Regions from separate parts of the Sus scrofa genome. Here region 2 is linked to region 1. The links are chromatin contacts, called in public Hi-C maps. All regions are on one chromosome and are shown on one strand. Each heading gives the region's core, a stretch centred on a gene start, on an enhancer-like site or on the middle of the called end of the contact. The rest is flanking DNA. Distances are from core to core; before and after follow the strand shown. Region 1 holds the start of LIMK1 (LIM domain kinase 1). Region 2 holds the start of RCC1L (RCC1-like G exchanging factor-like protein).

Region 1 (4,730 bases), core at 701-3,200:
AATATGAATTAAAAGGACAAAACTGCTTTTTTTTTGCTTTTGGTTAAAAAAAAAAGGCTTAATAACTTGGATGAACAATGTGGCTGAATATGTCAGATCCGATGAGCTGATCCTTGGCTTCACCAGGAACTGTGGCTGACAAGGAGCTCCTACAAGACAGGGAAGTGCCCACGCTCTCTCTTTGCTTGTCTTTTTTTTTTTTTTTTAAAGGGTCGCACCTGCTGCATATGAAGGCTCCAGGGCTAGGGGTCAAATCAGAGCTGCACAGCCACAGCAATGCCAGATCCAAGCTGCATCTGTGGCCTACACTGCAGCTCATGGTAATGCCTGATCCTTTAACCCACAGAGGGAGGCCAGGGATCAAACCTGCGTCCTGGAGTTCCCGTCGTGGCGCAGTGGTTAACGAATCCGACTAGGAACCATGAGGTTGCGGGTTCGGTCCCTGCCCTTGCTCAGTGGGTTGATGATCCAGCGTTGCCGTGAGCTGTGGTGTAGGTTGCAGACACGGCTCGGATCCCGCGTTGCTGTGGCTCTGGCATAGGCCAGTGGCTACAGCTCCGATTCAACCCCTAGCCTGGGAACCTCCATGTGCCGCGGGAGCGGCCCAAGAAATAGCAACAACAACAACAAAAAAAAAAAAAAAAAAAAAAAAAACCTGCGTCCTCATGGATACTAGCCAGATTCTTAACCCCCTGCACCACAACAGGAACTCCCTCTTCGCTAGTCTCACAGTCTTCAATCTCTGCCTTTTTTTTTTTCTTCCTTTTCTAGGGCCACTCGCAGGGCATATGTAGGTTCCCAGGCTAGTGGGTCTACTCAGAGCTGTAGCCACCGGCCTACACCAGAGCCACAGCAATGTGGGATCCGAGCTGCGTCTGCGACCTACACCACAGCTCACGGCAACGCCAGATCCTTAACCCACTGAGCAAGGCCAGGGATCAAACCTGCAATCTCATGGTTCCTAGTCAGATTCGTTAACCACTGCACCACAACAGGAACTCCAATCTCTGGCTTCTTTTCAAGAATCTTTTGTGGCCACAAGTCCATTCTGTAAGGGTTAGTTGTAGATTCTTCAGCTGTTGGCGGGGTGCTCCAGGCTCCCAGTGCTGGACTGAGCACCGTGTGCTTTAGGGACCGCCCAATTCCTCTGGCCACTTCACTCAGCCAAAACCCCATCCAGCTGTGCCCCCTGAACCAGGGGCAGGGCGGCGCCAGCTCCCGGTCTCCAGCACTAGGAGAAGCAAATCCCTGAGCTCAGGTGTCACATCCTCCCCAAGGTCCTGCTCCCTTAGCGCCCCTGCCTAGCTGGTGAGGGCCTGAAACGTGGCCATCTCCTTCCCCCCGTCCCTGCCGGAGCCTGCCTTCACTGGCAGGCCTCAGAGAGGGAGAGGACCTGGCAGGCGCCCCTCCCTGAGGCAACCACTACGGTCCTCAGGGTCCAGAACTTCTCCTCCGGGTCAGGTCTCGGTTCTAGGTTCTATCCAGCAGGCTTGGGGTCAGAGGCGCTCCCCGCGGGGAAACTGAGGCCCCTAATTGGAGTTTCTACATCCCCTAGGTTGTCGCTGAATCAGAGCACGTATCCCACCTAAGCCGCAGCTTTCCGCTTGGCTCGGGGGCGCCGAGCAGAGAATTGCCGTTCAGGAAAGATGAATGAAAGCAGGAGCCGAGCCGAGCGGGGCCGGGCGGGGCGGGGCGCCGCTGAAGGCGCGGGGCGGGGCCGCGCAGGGCAGATCCGCCGCTCGCCCGCGCCCCGCCCCGCCCCCGTGCCGCAGCTCCGAGGCCCCGCCCCGGCCCGCCCCTCCGCTTGGTGCCCAGGCCGCCGCGGCGCGGAGCCGGTGCCGGTGTCCGAGAGGCGGCGGCGGCGCCGCGAGCCCCGAGCCCACTCCGGCCCGGCCCGCGCTCTCCGCCCCCGCCTCCCGGGCCGGCGGCGGCGGCGGCGGCGGTGGCGGCTGCGGGCGAGCGCACCGGGCCCGGGCCGCCCCCAGCCCCAGCCCCGCCGGGCCCCGCCCCCCGCCGAGTGCATGAGGTTGACGCTACTTTGTTGCACCTGGAGGGAAGAACGTATGGGAGAGGAAGGTGCGCGGGGCGCTGGCCGGCGGGACGCCGACCCCGGGGCCTGGCGGGCGGGGGCGCCGCGCGGGGGAAGACGGGGAAGCGGGGGGCACGGGAGGGGGCCGGGCCGGGCCGCCGTGGAGGCCGGGTCTGCCGCCGGGCCGCGCCCCTGTGTCCTCCGGGATGAGCTCGTCCTTCCGAAGCCCGTAGGCCCCTCCCTGATACGCTCCCATCCCGTTTCCCCCTCCTCGCCCGGGTGGGCTGCCCTCCCGCGGGCGGAGGGCCCCTCCTCCCTTTCATCCCTACCTTCTCCCATCCCCCGACCCACGACCACCCCGGAGGAATCCCTAGCACCGCCTGCCCAGCCCTTACCCATTCTCTAGCCCGTTTGGGAAAGAAGAGATGCTGGGGAAGCCGCAGTTCTGGGTCCGAGGCGCAGCCCCGCGCCTGGCCGACTCGTGACCTTGAGCCAGGCGCTACCGGCCAGGCCTCAGTTTACCCTTTTGGACAGTTGGGCCCCGGTCCTCGTTGTTGGGAGCCGGGTGGGCAGAGCAGAGGTGCGCCTGCATGGAACCTTTGGCTGTGTACTGGGGCCCCCAACCCCTCTCTCTGCACCAAACCTAGTGCCTGCCAGTCTTGGCTGGGAGGATGACTCATAATAGCGTCCTCTAGCGTCCCTTGCCCCTACTGGGCCCCAAGCCTTGGCCTTGCAGGACAGTTAGGGTATGAAGCCCCCCCACCCCAGATTCCCTCCATGGGGTCTTCTTTCCCAGCTTTCTGTTGCTGAGCCACCTCATAGGCCTTCCTGTTCCAACAAAGATCCTACTGTGCTGGCCCCTCCAGCCCTGCCCTCTCCTAGGACTCCTGCCAGCCTTCCCCCAGGTCTGTGAAGGCCCACTTGGAGCAGGGGCCCACCTTATGGTAGCCCCTGGGTCTCTAGGTCCTCTTGGAGGGTCTTGGAGCCTGGCTAGTGACCCAGCCAGCCTTACCCTTTCCAGGGTTCAGTCTCCCCATCTGTATAACAGGAAGGGGCAAGCTGGGGGATCTCTAGGGCCCACCCAGCCCCAAGGGTGCCAGGCCCTAAGGATGACTAAGCATGCCTAGAGGCCAGCTTGACCAGGTGCCAGGCCTCCCCGGAGCAGGTGTCTGGGATTGCTCAGCCCTGTGGCCCTGGCCCCTTGTTAGGCCAGGGCATAGCCAGGCCTTCCATAGCTCTGTCCGGTCCCTGCCCTTTGAAGGGTCCACTTCCTGGGCAGGCAGGGGAGGAAAGGGAGCTGTGACAGGAGTGCCACTGCCTTATTTCTAAATCATGCTGCTTTCTCTCTCCCCATTTTCTCTTGCCGGACCCTGCGTTGAAGAATGCCATTGCTGGAGGGCAGACATCTGCTCCTCCTCCTCGGTTTACAGATAGAGAAACTGAGGCGCAGAGGGGCTTGGTGACGTAGCCGTGGTCTCAGCAAGACTCTCAGACCTACGTGCTCAGTCCTGCACAGCTCAGCCTGGCGCTGCGTGTGTGCACCAGGATCTGTGGATGTGCATGTGGGGTCAGGCAGGCTTGCAGCAAACTGCCCTGCCTGAGAATGGTTCCCAACGCCCTTCTCTCCCCTGCAGGAAGCGAGTTGCCCGTGTGTGCGAGCTGCGGCCAGAGGATCTATGATGGCCAGTACCTCCAGGCCCTGAATGCTGACTGGCACGCAGACTGCTTCAGGTAGGGTGGGCTGGCGGGTGCTGGGATGCTCTCAGCAAGGCCTGCCAGAGACATGGCCATCCCTCCTGGTGCCATGTCTGGTTGTGACCTCCAGCGAGTCCTTGGCCTCTGTTTCCCTGTCTGTAAAATGAGGCATTTGGACTGGAAGATCCCTTGAGGCCTTTCCCTTTTGTCATTCTAGACCTCCAAGGAGAGATAAGGAGCGGCTCGCATTTATGCTCCTAATACCACAGCCTGCTGGCACCTTGGCGGGGCGTGGGGGAGGTGGAGGGCAGTGCACCCTGCTTTCTGGGTACTGGTGCTCCAGGGAGAGGAGGGAGACCAACCAGGCCCTGGGGGGAGCCCAGCCTCCTTCACTGACCACAGGCTGGTTGTGAAGATGCATAACCAGTAAGATCAGTCCCTTCCCTCTGGATACTGACTCCCAGTGAAAAGAGTAGGCTCAGAGCTGTGGCCCAGCAGCCCAGGAGGACTGTCCTGAGAAGCAGGGGCAGGGACAGCCTTAGATACTCTGTAGGGCCAGAGCCGGGGTCCAGAGGACGTGCGATTTCCCACATGGAGAGGCATGGTGGGAAATGATTCCAGACCGAGGACCCAGCAGGTTCAAAGGGCAGGCTAGTGACAGGGCCTGGCCCAGTTGGTGAACAGCCACATTTAGGCAGGAAGGCAGCAAAAAAGAGGGAAGAGAGTTCCAGTCGTGGCTCAGTGGTAATGAACCCAATTGGTGGCTCAGTGGTAATGAACCCAATTGGTATCCATGAGTACGCAGGTTCGATCCTTGGCCTCGCTCAGTGGGTTAAGGATCCACTGTTGCCGTGAGCTGTGATATGGGTCGCAGATGTGGCTCGGATCCAGGGTTGCTGTGGCTGTGGCATGGGCCAGTGGCTATGGCTCCCATCTGACCCCTAGCCTGGGACCCTCCATATGGTGGGGGTGGGGCCCTAAAAAGACAAATTAAAAAAAAAAAAAA
Region 2 (4,730 bases), core at 681-3,180, 660 kb after region 1:
CACCATGCGGCTTCAATCACTCGAAACAGGAGACAAATGCCTACATCTGGGACAGGAAGGTGCCTTTGCTTTAGCAGGTCATCCAATGAGAAGCCTCCATACTTTGGGCTTCCAGCTTTCTCCAATGGATTCTTTGGTTATCATAGCCCCTCCCAATTATCCTCTTTTCCCTATAAAAGCAAGTTCCCTTTTCTTGTTTTCTGGATTTGCCTGTGGTCTGCCGTAGCTTATGCTTCCCAAGCTGCAATTTCTCTTCCTACTCCTGAATAAACTCACTTTTGCGGGCAAAATAACTAGCTATTATTAGAGTTGTCACAGCTATGAAGCAAAGAGGAGAGAAAAGGAGGCAAGAGAAGGAAAATCTAAAAGAGATAGTTTGCTCTCAGCATTTGGGGTTAATATTTGGGAATGACTGTCATGGATCATAATGGGCTGCAAGAGCACCTACAGGCCACGAAATTCAAACATTGCTTCTATTTTTTCCTTTTCCTTTTTTTTTTTTTTTGTCTTTTTGCTATTTCTTGGGCCGCTCCTGCAGCATATGGAGGTTCCCAGGCTAGGGGTCGAATCGGAGCTGCAGCCACCGGCCTACGCCAGAGCCACAGCAACTCGGGATCCGAGCCGAGTCTGCAACCTACACCACAGCTCACGGCAACGCCGGATCGTTAACCCACTGAGCAAGGCCAGGGATTGAACCTGCAATCTCATGGTTCCTAGTCGGATTCGTTAACCACTGCGCCACGACGGAAACTCCTCCTTTTTCTTTTTTAAGCTGCACCTGCAGCATAGGGAAGTTCCCAGGCTAGAGGTCGAATTGGAGCTGTAGCCACTGGCCTACACCACAGCCACAGCAACACCAGATCCAAGACACGTCTGTGACCTACACCGCAGCTGACGACAATGCTGGATCCTTTAACCCCACTAATCGAGGCCAGGGACAGCATCCGCATCCTCATGGACACTAGTCGGGTTCTTAACCCACTGAGCCACAATGGGAACTCCACAGCTCATTTATTTTTAAACTTCATTTCTTTTTTTTTAACCTCCTCATTTTAGAGATGAGATCCAGAGAAGGGAGACAACCTCCTAACATCAGGGAGCAGGTCAGTAGCAGAGCCAGCACAGGAACCCAGGTGCTCAGACTCCCAAATCGCTCATGAGGGCGTCCTCCGTTGCATGCTAAACTCTAGTACTAAACCGGTGAGGACAATCTGCCGTTATGAAACCTTGAAGAAGGTGCTCCAGCTGGATCCTTGAAGGTGAGTAGGAATTTGCTAGGCATCTGCGGTGAGAGGAGGGCAGTGGGGAGGGCATTCGAGGCACTGTGTGCAACGTGAGGAAACCTGAAAAATCCCTGGGGTTTAGAAATTACAAGCAGAGCCCCCTGAGTTGGTCCGAAGGTTGTGGGTTATTGTTAAGCTGTTTAACAGGCAGAGCCACCTGACTTAAGGGGAGTGACGGGCTGAGGGGCAGAGGTGATGCTGTGGAAAACAGCAGGGATTGCAGCACTGACCCAGCGGCGGGAGAGCGGGAACAGAGGCAACACGGCCAGGTAAGAAATGACGAGGGACCGTGGGTAGGGGGCGAGCACTACGCTGGAGTCGTACAGAGTAGGCAACCCCTTAAATTTTACTCCTGCCGACTGCCAAAAAAGCAAAATGAAAGTGCCCACCAGAGCCAGCAGCGTGCTCCGCAAACGTGCGCTGTGCGGCAAGGAGAGTGAGTTCAGGCCGGCTGCGGGCTGCTGCAGCACCGCGAAAAGTTGCAAACTAAGTGGGCAGGGCCGGGAAGGGTTCCCCAGGTCGACTCACTCAGGATCGGGGACTAACAGGCTCCGCCCAGCCCTCTCGCCTCCTTGAGCCATTGGCTACCCTCAGCGTCTTTGCCTTCACCCATTCGTAAACGTGACCCTGGGTTCTTCCGCCGGGGCTTGGGGTCAAGGGTCACCAATATGGCAGCGCCCAGGAGCGGCTGAAACGTGAAGCGGAGGATGGCGCTGGTGGCGCTGGCGGCGAGGGCTCGGCTGGGGAACTGGCTGAGCGGGCGGGGGCTGGGGCTGGGGCTGCGGCTGGGGCGCGGGCACTGGACGGCGGCCGGGCGCTCTCGGAGTCGGCGCGAGGCGGCCGAGGCCGAGGCGGAGGCGCCGGTGTTCCAGTACGTGGGCGAGCGTGCGGCCCGCGCCGACCGCATCTTCGTGTGGGGCTTCAGCTTCTCGGGGGCGCTGGGCGTGCCCACCTTCGTGCTGCCCAGCTCTGGGCCCCATCCTCACGCCGGCTTGCGGCCGCGCCGCAGGATCCAGTGTGTACCTTACCGCCTGGAGCTGGACCAAAAGGTGCGCTCTGCAGCTCCCTCCCTTCCTCCGTTTCCTCCTCGGGTCTCCGCCGCCGTCTCTCGAGGCACTTGGCGACGGGTGGACGGACTTCGGGGAGAAAGATCCTCGACCGGGCTGCGGGCGGGGGGAGGCCCTAGGGCGCTGCCAAGTTGAGGGAGTGGCGAAATGTCCTAGGTGTTTTGTCTCTCATTTGCGCATCACCCCAGGAGTCGGGTTTGTGGCACAGTTATGGGCGAGGAAAGGGAGGCTCAGAGAGGTTGAGAGGAAGGTCCGTGGCCCCGCAGCTGGTTGAAGTTTGTATACTAGGATTCGCCCTCGGGCCAGGCTCCAGCAGAAGTTCTGATTTTAGGAAAGACGATTTTATGAGGTCGGAGAAAACGTGGCTGGCTGGAGTCGATGAACTACTTGGAAAGGAAACTAGAGCGCTTACAGGAATGAGGGGAAGGATGAAGGCCCCTGAGTTTACTCAGTTTTGAAAAGGTGATGCAAAGAATCGTTGCGGGACGGGAGTTTGTCTCGGCAGCCAGCACCCATTAGTGCAAAAATGGATGCTTAGGATAGATTCTTGCCTCGGGTGGTTGTGGACATCTTGATGGGTGGTGAAAAAGAAGCAAATTTGATCGGTTTGGCTTCTGACTTCTCTTTCAAGGATATCCAGTGATTTTTTAATGAAAAGGGTAGATCGAGAAAAACAGGGAATTTAAGCTCCAGATGATTGAAAAGTTGTTTTGATTTCTTCATTTTGAGTTGTAAGAGTTATTTATGTATTCTGGATTAGGTACCTTGTCATATATATATATATATATATTATATATATATATATATATAAGGTGGAAATATTTTCTGCCAATCTATGGATTTTCTTTTTCATTTCTTAATACTGCCCTTGGGAGAGCATAAGCTTTTAATTTTAATGAAATTCAGTTAAGTTTTTCTACTGTGAATCGTATATTTGGTATATCTGAGAAATCTTTGCCTAATCTAAGATTACAAAGATAATTTTCCTAAGGTATTGTCTAGGAACGTCATAGTTTTCGTTCTTATATTTAGGTTAACAAGCTAGTCATTCGAGTTGACTTTTGGGTGCTGTGGAAGTGAGAGTAGAATGTGGCTAGTATTATCATTAGTTGAAATTATTTCCTTACTGAATTGTCTTGGCACCTTTGTGAAAATCAGTATGACTGTAAATGTAAGGATTTATTCTGGAACTCTCAATTCTGATCCATTGATCTATATGTTTCTCATTATGCTAAAAGTACACTCTTGATTACTGTAGCTTTATAACTAGTTTTGAAATTGCGAAAGGTAAATTTTGGCTCTTCTGGGTGTTTTGCTTTTCCATATAAATTTTAGGACTAGCTTGTTAATTTCTGCGACAGTACCTACTGAGATTTTGATAGCGATTACATTGAATCTATACGTTGATTTGGACACAAATGCCATCTAAGCAATTTTGTGTCTTCTAATCTATGAACATGTAATGTCTCCCCATTTAATTAGGTTTTTAAGGAGTTCCTGTTGTGGCTTAGTGGTTAACAAATCTGACTAGGAACCATGAGGTTGCAGGTTCCATCCCTGGCCTTGCTCAGTGGGTTGAAAATCTGGCGTTGCTGTGAGCTGTGAGCTGTGGTATAGCTCGCAGATGTGGCTTGGATCCGTGGCTGTGGCTGTGGTGTAGGCCGGCGGCTACAGCTCCGACTAGACCCCTAGCCTGGGAACCTCTATATGCCGTGGGTTTGGCCCTAGAAAAGACAAAAAAAAAAAAAAGACAATTAGGTCTTTAATTTCTCTCAACTATGTTTTTTGTAGTTTACGGTGTACAGATCTTACACATCTGTTAAATTTATTCCTAAGCATTTTATTCTTTTTGGTTGCTCTTTTGAATAGAATTGCATTCTTTCATTTTTGAAGTGTTCATAGCTTTTACATAGAAATAGTTAGTTATTGTATATTGACCTTATATTTTGTGACTTTATCGAACTGGCTTATTAGTTATATAGATTTTTGTGTATTCTTTAGGATATTCTACATACAGGATCATGTCGTCTGGTTGTCTGTGAATAGAGACAGTTTTATATTTTCGTTTCCATTGAAACTTTTTCTTGCCTGATAGCACTGCTGAGTGTACAGCATTGAATTGAATTGCACAGTATCCTTGCCTTGTTACTGATATTAGCGAGATAGTATTTAGTCTTTCACCATTAAATTATGATGTTAGCTGTTAAGTTTCTTTTTTTGTCTTTTTGCCATTTCTTGGGCCGCTCCTGTGGCATATGGAGGTCCCCAGGCCAGGAGTCGAATCGGAGCCATAGCCGCTGGCCTATGCCAGAGCCACAGCAAGCAAGATTTGAGCCGAGTCTGCAACCTACACCACAGCTCACGGCAACGCTGGATCCTT

Evidence for each region. A called contact is a pair of places that touch in the nucleus more often than the background predicts.
Region 2: a contact with region 1 is called in a Hi-C map of liver, with 6 times the contacts expected there. The contact joins the promoter of RCC1L here to the promoter of LIMK1 in region 1. A contact is called at or near these places in 3 of 47 Hi-C or Micro-C datasets (embryonic fibroblasts, heart right ventricle and liver) and 1 of 2 datasets of contacts at active chromatin or transcription factors (alveolar macrophages).

What each region holds. Positions count from the first base shown.
Region 1 is chr3:11,250,870-11,255,599 of Sscrofa11.1, forward strand. LIMK1 (LIM domain kinase 1) reads left to right here and starts at 1,951. Exons shown (of 16, transcript XM_021086335.1): 1 at 1,951-2,076; 2 at 3,664-3,760. The coding sequence starts at 2,022.
Region 2 is chr3:11,913,610-11,918,339 of Sscrofa11.1, forward strand. It overlaps RCC1L (RCC1-like G exchanging factor-like protein), which reads left to right and starts at 1,931. Exons shown (of 11, transcript XM_003354511.5): 1 at 1,931-2,332. The coding sequence starts at 1,991.